Regions from separate parts of the Triticum aestivum genome. Here region 2 is linked to region 1. The links are chromatin contacts, called in public Hi-C maps. All regions are on one chromosome and are shown on one strand. Each heading gives the region's core, a stretch centred on a gene start, on an enhancer-like site or on the middle of the called end of the contact. The rest is flanking DNA. Distances are from core to core; before and after follow the strand shown.

Region 1 (5,138 bases), core at 2,296-4,795:
CATGAAAACTCACAAGTAACCTCATGTCTTGCTTAATTATTTCATACAACAATGCAATTGGGTGCTTCAGTTAGTTGTCTGATCAGATTACAATAATGAGCATCAAACAACAAGAACCAGACATGGCTCTGACCTTTGTTAGGCTGATGATGATAAAATGACTGCTACAAAAAACATATATCCCCATTGAATTGATGATGCCGAACCCAAACTCATTCTTATTAGCATAGATATCATACACTCAAGGAAGTCAAAAGTAAAAACCTTATGATACTGGGCACTTGATTAACTTATTAACTAATATAGAAGCTGTGATTTGGTTACTGCTAATTAGGATGGTCGTAGAAGTAACTAGAATGAAGAAAAGTAGGAATTAAATAAAGTAACAGTACCATGGCCAAGGGAGAGCTCAACCACTGCTCCTTTCCTCTAGGTTATCTTAGTACTGGCTAGTGGCTACATAGTCATAGATGCAACTACACTGAATTCGTATACAAGCACCCACATTAATCCAGTGCAGTGTGACAAGAGTCCTGTCATTCTTCAAGCCAATTCCTGGAGAAAAAATATTTTACGACATTGTCAAATTTCTGCTCCAAGAATCTATTGCACGTTCTTGAAAACCACAGTGCCAAAGATACATAGAGTTACACCATCAATTATTACAAATATTGTTGCACCTAAACAACCACTTACTAATACTATTGCACTTAAGAAAAGCCCAGTGCATACCTTGGAATACTGGTGACTTGGCCAAGCTCTGCCTTCAACAATGGTGTAAGAGACATGCAGACGAAGAACCTAACTGTTATTATGCTTCCATGTAGTTATAGCATAAATTATCCTTCCTTTCCACCCTTGGAGGAGCCATCCACTGTCTTCGTCTATGACAAAATCTTTGTGATATATATCTTTCACTTTGTCTTTGGCTTTTATCACAATGTCCTGGTTTAGCGGAGACTGAACAAATCCAGCCCTCAGGTTCCTGACTTGCCACTGTTTATATGTCTCTGGCCTCTCGACTCTGTCTGAGCCCTCACATGCAATCACATTGAGTGCCTCTCGGCCAAAGAGATCCCTCTCTATGAGCCTACGCTGGTCATCATCCCGCGGCACAGTTGCCTCAAGCATGTCAAACAATGCAGAGAAATGGAACAATGCCTCACGGAAACGTGTGATGAAGAAAGGAACACTGTATGACCCATTCACAATCCCATGGATGAAAATTGCTGGATTCACTTGCCTTATAGTGTTGAGCACCCTATTCCTAGGGCTGTCTACAGCCACTGTTTCGTCAATAAGATTTCTGAAACGGTACAGGCAATTAACAATCACCACTTCGTCTTTGCCAACCTTGAGATCCTCAGCACGGATGGTTTCCCACTTTGATGCTATGCCATGGTACTCAAAAGGCACCTCAAACTTCTTGGCATACTCTGCAAGCCTCTGTCCCGTCTCTTCGATGCGCTCGGTAGGGCGGAAACCGGGCTCGGGTACATCAATTCCCGTGATGCGAAGAATTGGTGGACCACCTTCCCTCTTGGAGAGACGCCTGATGAGGCATGGCCATTGGAGGCCAAAATAAATGCCGAAGTCAATTATGTGCACCTTCTTTGCATTTTTTGTCATGCTCAAGATTGTTTGATTGGAGAGGAAATGTGAGAGCCTCTTGAATGGGCATGCTGCAAAGTAAAGATGGTACGCCTTAAGCATGTCGGACGCGGTTGTCCGCTTTGCTACAAGCCTATGGTACTGCTGGCTCCCTGTGCCAGCCAAGCGAGCCTCGAGACCCTGTGCAAAGCAAAACGCCAGCCTCTGGCTGCCATCCCCATTTACCTTGGAATGCTGTTTTATTTGCTTTAGCAACTCATTAGCAGTTCGGCGGTCATCAGCTGCCACTGCCTGTGCACAGTGGATGAGGATGGTCCTAAGGTCCACCACATCATTTTTAGTCGGCTTCCTGCCCCGTGTCTTCACCCCAGTTGTTCCTTTCGTTTGAATGACCTGAGAATTCTTGGAAGCTTCGCTGCGCATCTTTTCTCGCAGAACTGTAGCCTTTTTTTCAGTTTGACGAAACAAATCATCAAACATCTCAACCCAATCATCAGGCTCATCGGAACAGAATGCAGATTGTTTAATGTTCCGTCCTTCTATCAAGTCAAGATCTTCGCTCTGTCTGTTTTTCTTGGCCTTCAAGACCTCTGTCCTGCTCACATTGAAAGGAATGTCTTTCACTGCTTCTTGAGGCTTTGAGACACCAGCAGCTTCTAAATCAATCACTAGCTTATCACCACCAGGGAGAAACTTCTGTGCTTCCTCGACACCTCTCCTGAAATCCCAAGTTGGAAGGCTCTCGAACAAATACTCGGGGATCCTGCCGTTGGTGATCAAAGGATCTTCTAGTGACTCTGCTGCATCAGAAACACCACTTGGTGGGGCAACCAGTGGCTGAGAAGATCGGCCACACAAGCCGCGATAAGCTTCCAGCTGCTCAGAGTGTCCAACATTATGGCACTGGTTGCTATGAACCGCACCACCGATGCTGCCGCTAGTACCCACACTGGACAAGGACTGGGCATGACCGCTGCTGCTGCTCTCACTGGGGCTGTCCAGGGACCAAGTCGTGAGCGTGCGGTCAGGGGACGGCGGGAACTTGTGCCCAAGGATGTCATAGAAGGGCTTTGCGGTAGCACGGAGAGTGGCTGACTCCTCCTGGTACACGCTGACCTTCTCATCAATGTCCTCCTCCATGAGCATCCGGCTGATGTAGTTGAGCGACTCATCCGAGATGAACTCCCAGTCTTCGGGGTTGTCAGTCTCTGTGTTGGTGGCCCTGGAGAGGGTGGCCACGGGAGCATTGTGACTGGGTTCCGCGGCCACATGGTGTGGGATCACCGGCTGCGGATCATTGAACATGAAGTACTCTGGTGCTCCGCAGAACTGAATCATTGAGTGGATCAGTGAGCCTGAAATGGTCTGGTGCTCCACAGAACCTGCCAAACACCATGAAATTCTTCAGTCAGTGAGAAGATGTCAAGTGATCGAGTTTTGGGGACTTGTGTGAGTGAACTATCTATTTGACCTCTGAGCAGAAAATAACAGGAAGGAAAACACTAGAGCGCTGCAGTTCACGGACTTCGCAGGCTGGTGGCGATGACAGGGAGATCACGGACTGACGCTGGCGCCATGCTCACCTGAAGGCATCGACCCTTGGCGAGGTGGGCGGTGGCGGAGGGACCTCGCGGCCGCGAGGCCGAGGCCGGTGAGGTCCTGCGCGGGCGGGGCGGCGTGCGCGCGATCGCGGGGAGGCTGCGGGGTCGATGTCATCGCCTGCCGCCTCGTCGCCGCCGCAGCCGGGCCTCCGGTAGCCGCGCGGGATCGGCGGGGGAGGAGAGAGGGGCGCGGCGAGGGGCAGACAGAGAGAGAGAGGGGGGAGAGAGGTGATTTGATTGGGAGGGGGATCAAGTGTGCGCGGCTGAGCAGAGGTATTCCTCCTTTTGCTCAGTTCCCCAGCGGCGAGGTCTCTTGGCAGTTGGACCCGGAGCTAGTAAAAGGAAAAGAAATCTCGTCCCGTGATGGTGGCTGGCTAATAAGTAAGTAGAGTAAAAGATAATCGAGGTCTCAGAGATTTCCAGAACCTCGATGATGGTGGCTCCTGCATGTGAGGGTTTTCCTCTTTTCAGCACCGCGAATGCGACCCCCCCTCCGCAGGATTACGCTTGATTACACCCGCCAAGCAAGAGTTGGAGAAACACCCTCTGCCTTGTGAGGAAAATACATTTGGGTCTGTTTAGGACACATCTAGATGTGACATAGTTACGTCACATTTAAGCTAATGTTCACTTTGTTTGAGGTCTATTTTTTTTTGTCCTAGTTTTTTTGTTTTTTGTTACTGCATTATATATTTTGGGAGTTTAGATGTGACATCCTTAAAAAATATCTAGATGTGAACTAGCCAAACCGAATACATTTTTGGCACGTGTGCTGATGGGGCACGGCCTACACCGTCGTTCATCTGCACTGTGATCTGAATTTTTTTAAATGATTTTAGATCTATTATAAAAGTTTATCGAAATACAGACAATCTGAGACATAATAGAAATTACATCGAGATTTTAAGACCACCGAACGACCACTACTGCCGTTAGAAAGAGTCATCAACGCGATGTCCTACCATAGCCAGCTTGACCTGGTTGATGACAGCTGAAAAATCTTTCTGTGCGTGCCCCTAAGGACCAACGCACTGGAGTCGCAGTCGTCATTGTTGAACCCTTGTATATAGATCTAAAGCACCTAACACCAAATCTCGCCACATTACGAGAAACCCTAACCTCATCACCCCAAGGAGATGTCATGAATCTACGCCAGAGCTCTGTCGACTACGTCTAAACGGACGAACTCAAGAAGAATCGAAGCACAAAAGACAAACTCGAAGAAAAGGTGTCGCCATCCGTCCGAGCGTCGCACCTGTGAGGACTAAAAAATCTAACTTAAACTACTAACAGGAGCGGAGGCACCGAGGTTCTCCTCACCGCCATCTGCTGTCCGAGCGGCACACAGAGGGGAGGCGAATCCACGGGCTCTTCGATGAAGTCTGGATGGGAAAGTTTTCCCTAGCCGCTTAGGGTTAGGTGGGGAAATGAGAGGAAGTCCCCTTGTTGTCTTGTCTTTATCAAAAAACTCCTTCGACGGTAAATTGCTTGAAATATAGATAAAACTAGGAAGTCTATTAATACGAGACAATATACATGATGCTCTTGTCCTAGTGCATGTAGGTGCTAAAACCGTCGGATCTCGAGTAGGGGATCCCGAGCCGGTGATATGGGAATGATGGTAATAGGAAGAATAGGGACACGATATTTATCCAGGTTCGGGCCCTCTCGAAGAGGTAAAACCCTACGTCCTGCTCATGTTATATTAATTGTGGATGGGGTATAAAGTACAGTATGATCTACCTCGAGATCGTATGAAGGGGTTCTAACCTCTAAACCTTGAAAAGCTTGCCTCTATGGACTAAACCCCACGGCTTATATAGGCACCAATGGCATCTAGGGTTTACATATGGTCGGTTACGACATGGGGATAAACATGTTGATTATTCAAACACGCCTTGGAGTATACGCCAAGTCTTCGGAGGT
Region 2 (5,215 bases), core at 469-2,968, 180 kb before region 1:
AATGAAATGAAAGGTAGTCGACGGTTGGCGCGCGGCCGCCGGTTTTACATCTCCAGATGGTGGAGATGCAAATTTTCATCGTGAGGTGTTGTAGTTTACATCTTTTATTAGAGATGCAAAAGTTAGCTATTTTTGCATCTACATCTTTTATTAGAGATGCTCTAATAGGTTCAGATCTGAAATCATGGCATCTAAAATCATGGCGCTCGTGAACATAGTGGACACTAGGGAACAAGCCCTAAAAAATTGACACAATTACATAAGAAATCCCATCCATCTACATCACCATCTAATATGCCTACAAAGGAATTACTCACTCCCAACGGTAAGAATCATGGGATTGTTGATGAAGAAGGGTTGGTGATGACGGTGGCGATGAATCCTCCTCTCTGGAACCCCGAACGGACTCCAGATCAGGCCTCCCGATGATGAACAAGATGTGACGGCGGCTCCGTATCATAAAATGTGATAATTCTTTCTCTTTGATTTTTTCTTGGGAAGACGGTATATGTAGGCTTGGAATTAGGTCAGACGGCCGTCCGTGGGATCCACAAGGCAGCATGGCGCCTCTGCCTTGTGGGCTGCTGATGGCTCCCCTCTGGTATCTTTGCACTAGTATTTTTTTATATTGCAATCTTCATGAAGTTTTGTCCAATTCTGAGGACTATTATTTCTGCATAAAAATAACATCAAAGTAGTTCTATTGAAAACAACGTCAGTTCGAGTTAGTTTCATTTAAATCCTGCAAATTAAAGTCCGAAACAAGAGCATAAGTGTTTGAAAAGTAAATATATTTCGGAGACGTATCAGGGGGATTGAGGGGTGGTCGTTAATGCAGCAGGGGTCGAGGCGCGCGCCGAAGTATTGATGGAATGTTGCCCGAGTAGGGCCCGAACCCACTACCACACGTCATGTTGACCAACACTCAAACTTGACACGTGGTCTGGTTCGACTAGCTGGGGAGTCTGGTCCGGTGTAACTAAGACAAGACCGGGCTCGTGAAATTTAAAGGTGTTGCGCGAAAGCTCTCTTGCGTCGATCGGTCATCTCATCAACAAATCAAGACCGAAGTGCTTCATCTGACTTCGGGAGCAGGCCAGCCGTAGGAGGTCGGCGAGAAGCGTTCACTTTCAGGGAAGTTTCAAAGAACCAGTTTCAACCTCAGCAAGCGAAAAGGTGGCGTTGACGATCGGTGTCGATCGGGATGCAACCAAGCTTGAAGAGCGGTTTGGGGGCCACCGATGGTGTTTACCGTGGTCGACTCATGGGCCCTACAGAAGGAAGACTCTGAAAGCCTTGCCATTCAAGACAAGGAAGTCGGAGCCATGGAGGACTCCCCTTCACCGACGTAGCCGACTAGGTCCTTGTAAACCTATGGTTCTCGATATCATATATATGTCAGGATCGAGCTAGTCGATAGACAAATTAGAATCTCTCGGTAATACCTATGCTTTGTACAACCCAATCGCAATATGCCCACAAGCAAGGGTGGAATGTTACCACATACGAAGGGTCTGAACCTGGGTAAATCTTGTCTCATGTTTCCCCTCTAATCTACTCACCTCGTCGAGACACCCTACCGTTGGAATCTACTCCGACATATGGTGCATTTTGTACCTGCAAAGGGAAATTTTGAGTTTCCCCAATGATGCAATCGAACAACTTCCATGGAACTTCCGATTCCTAAGTTTCTTTATTCATCGGTTTTTAGAATTCCAGGAATCAAATAGAACCTCTCCAAAAAGGAGGAAATGGAAAGAAACTACAAAAACGTAAACAATTGACAACGTTTGTGCTTATTTCACAAAAATGTCCATACGCGTCCATGATGTTTCTAGAATCCAACATGCGGGCCCCGTGGATCGGCTTGATGTGTATAGGCTGTGTGTTGCTGAACAAATGATCTCCGGGCATATACTACCGTTTATCCTAGCCGTTGCGTGGCTTGGCGACCATAATTTCACGAAGTGCGTGGGAAAATGGAAAAAAGACAAGTGTACACATCATGGCCGATCGGGATCGCCGCCCTGTCCTTTGTCTGCGCCTAACCAACCGGACGAGCAAACAAACAAACTTCTCCCTCGCTTTCCTCTACGCTCCAAAGTCCAAACTTTGTCCTGCCTGCAACCACGCCTTAAACAAGAGCGAAGTACTCCAGCGTAGCAGCGGTGTGCGACCATCCCAACGACGGCGGCCTCAATGTCATCGCCATCGTCCCCACCGCCGTCGCCTCACTGGCCAGCATCGGCCCGTCTCGTCGACTAGAGCCAGGCACACACAGAAAAATTCCAAACTTCCCCATGCTTGAGGGCTGAAGCAGCAGCGAGAGGAGGGGCAAGATGATGGTGCCGTCGGAGGCTGAGCCGACGTCGTCGCCGCCGCAGCCCAAGCGGCTCTACCAGGCCTGGAAAGGAAACAACGTACGTACATCCTTGCTCGACTCCCCTCTTCGCCTTCTTCTCCGTGCCTTGGTCAGAAGAGCTTTGGCGCGCCGTGCAACTGTAGATAGCCTTTCAGCTAAAATCAGGGATTCATGAAAGCTGCAGGTTTCGTCCCCCAGGTTTTTCACATGTGTGAGAGAGCAGAGTGTACCACGACAGATCATTCTTCGCTTCTCTGCAGGTATTCCTGTGCGGCGGACGGCTTATACTCGGGCCGGACGCAGCCTCCCTGCTGCTGTCATCGTTCCTCGTCGCCGGCCCAGCCATCGTCTTCTGCTACCAGATGCAGTCCAAGTTCTTCCGCTCCAACGGGCAACCACACATGCACCGGGCTGCGCTACTGATTGTTATCATCACAACACTAGTGGTTAGTCTTCATCTTGCTGTCTGCATACCTTCGGTGTCACCTTCTTCATCAGCTCTACCATCATACCCACAATAATCACAATGGCTGGAGTCAACAACAGTTCCAGCCTTCAGGCCTGAGGCTGAAACCAACAGGACGTGGGTTTCAAACTTACGATTCCAGTTGCCACTATATATACCAGATGCAACGCTGAAAAACCCTTGTGATCTTCGCCAAAAAATTGCAGGACCTGTTCTTCCTGTTCATGACATCGGCCAGGGACCCAGGAATAGTGCCACGGAACACAAGAGCCCCGCCGCCTGAAGCTGATGAACGGAACCTCCCCGCCACGCCATCTATGGAGTGGAGCGTCGGGGGCACCCCGCGGATGAGGTTTCGCCGGACCAAGGATGTCAACGTGAATGGCTTCACGGTGAAACTCAAGTTTTGCGAGACCTGCCTCAGGTACCGCCCACCACGATCCTCGCACTGCTCCATCTGCAACAACTGCGTCCAGAAGTTTGACCACCACTGCCCATGGGTTGGCCAGTGCATTGGACTAGTAAGTACACACGGTTATTGCTTATTCCCTACCATTAGTCATATAGAATATCATTATGATAAGCATCTAGCAGAGCAAAAAAAAAACTAACCTTTCTTGATTGAACTTTATCTTCAGTAAGAGCCAGGAAGAGAAAAGATCAAACAATCTTTCTTTCCAAGTAAAAGTCCAGACCTAGCCTAACTCCCTTTAATCACCTCTTAGTTTTCTTTCAGTGCAAAGTTAAGGTATATCTAAAGCTATGTAGTTTACAAAAGATATTTACATTCGGGATTGTAACAGTACTACAAAACTTTTCTTAACCAATTAAGTTGAATGAGAACATACAGCTAGTGGCAGCAAGTCGTTAGTGTATTCCATTATCTGACTAGATTTGCAGGTAAGGTTACCAAACAAGCAAACAGATTTGTGAACTAAGTCCTGAACTATACCTAACATATATCCCACTAGTTGACTTTTGAGGCCTCAATTGCAGTTGGCCCATCATAATCACAATGTTTTTTATTTGCCTTGCAGAGAAACTATCGCTACTTCTTTCTATTCATCGCCACATCGACATTCCTGTGCATATCCGTCTTAATCTTTTCATGGTTGAATGTCCACGGCGAAATGCAAGACAACGGCGGCTCTATCTGGAAGGCCTTGCGCAAGGAAGTCTATTCTTTTGTTCTAATCATCTACACTTCAATTGTTGTATGGTTCGTCGGTGGCCTAACAGTACTGCATCTCTATCTGATCAGTACTAATCAGGTAAAATTTAGTTCATTTTGCTGCAATTTTAGATAATTGTTGTAGTTTCTAGTCCTTCTAACTGTAACTGGAGTAATGCACTTGAGTACACTACACAATACTCATAGGTCTAATCTCTTGAACTAGCTGCTCCATATACCATGATGGAGGGACAGGAAAATGTGAGTTTCCTGCCTTGGTCGATTAAGTAGAAACAGCGTGAAAATGTGAGTTTCCTGCCCTGGTGAAAAGGTGGGGCAGAGCCGTATGACGTGAGTGGATTGTTTGTGATGTCTGATGGTGTAGGAGTTAATTGCAATGCATATTACTGTTGTATTTTATGTTAATATGCTTGCATAATTTTACTGATATCAATTACAAATTCTGCAGACAACATACGAAAACTTCAGATACAATTATGACAAGAAGGATAACCCTTACCGAAAGAGCATTACAAAAAACTTTGCCGAAGTGTTCTTCACCAAGATCCCTCCTCCACTGAACGACTTTCGATCACATGTAGGTGAGGGTGCACTGGAAGCTGGGTTCTACACTCCATATATTGGGTTGGATGTGACCAATACAAGGGAAAAGATTGATACAGATATGAGAGAGAAAGAAGTACTCGTAGGGGGGATACAGATTCCAACAGTATTGCAGAATATAGACTATGGTTCCTTTGAAGATGGTTTTTATGACAAGAACAGGAACAATGGCAACAAAACAGTGGCTTTTGCTCCAGCTTGGGCACAAAAAGGAAGTGAAGATGCTGGAACATCTGCAGCAGCTACCACAGCATGCAAGGAAGAAACTAGTGAGGACGATGCTAAGGAAATTACTAATTCAAATACAAGTTCCGCACGGACATCTACAGAAGCTAACACGATATCTGAGGATGAAATAGTTCAGGACGATGCTAAAGAAAGTAACACCCCAGATAGAAGTCCCGCCCAGTCATTGAAAGACATGAGCTGATAAGTATCGCTCATATATGTTTAGGAATTTGTCTATAGATATGGCCACTGTGAGTTGGCATCATTCTTTACAATGTATAGAAAAGGCAAGTGCAAGACTATTCAATTACGTCAGCAAATGATTTAAGGAGTGTAATGAACCAAAGTATTATCAACATTGTTT

What was found. A called contact is a pair of places that touch in the nucleus more often than the background predicts.
Region 2: a Hi-C map of leaf shows a contact between it and region 1, with 2.4 times the contacts expected there. The contact joins the promoter of LOC123120449 here to the promoter of LOC123120446 in region 1. A contact is called at or near these places in 3 of 5 Hi-C or Micro-C datasets (all in leaf) and 1 of 1 datasets of contacts at active chromatin or transcription factors (leaf).

Annotation. Positions count from the first base shown.
Region 1 is chr5D:244,510,350-244,515,487 of IWGSC CS RefSeq v2.1, reverse strand. LOC123120446 (scarecrow-like protein 9) reads right to left here and starts at 3,545. Exons shown (of 3, transcript XM_044540441.1): 1 at 3,195-3,545; 2 at 733-2,993; 3 at 192-555. The coding sequence starts at 3,327. The coding sequence ends at 802.
Region 2 is chr5D:244,690,930-244,696,144 of IWGSC CS RefSeq v2.1, reverse strand. LOC123120449 (probable protein S-acyltransferase 4) reads left to right here and starts at 1,718. Exons shown (of 5, transcript XM_044540444.1): 1 at 1,718-2,420; 2 at 2,623-2,808; 3 at 3,035-3,349; 4 at 3,866-4,099; 5 at 4,469-5,215. The coding sequence starts at 2,340. The coding sequence ends at 5,053.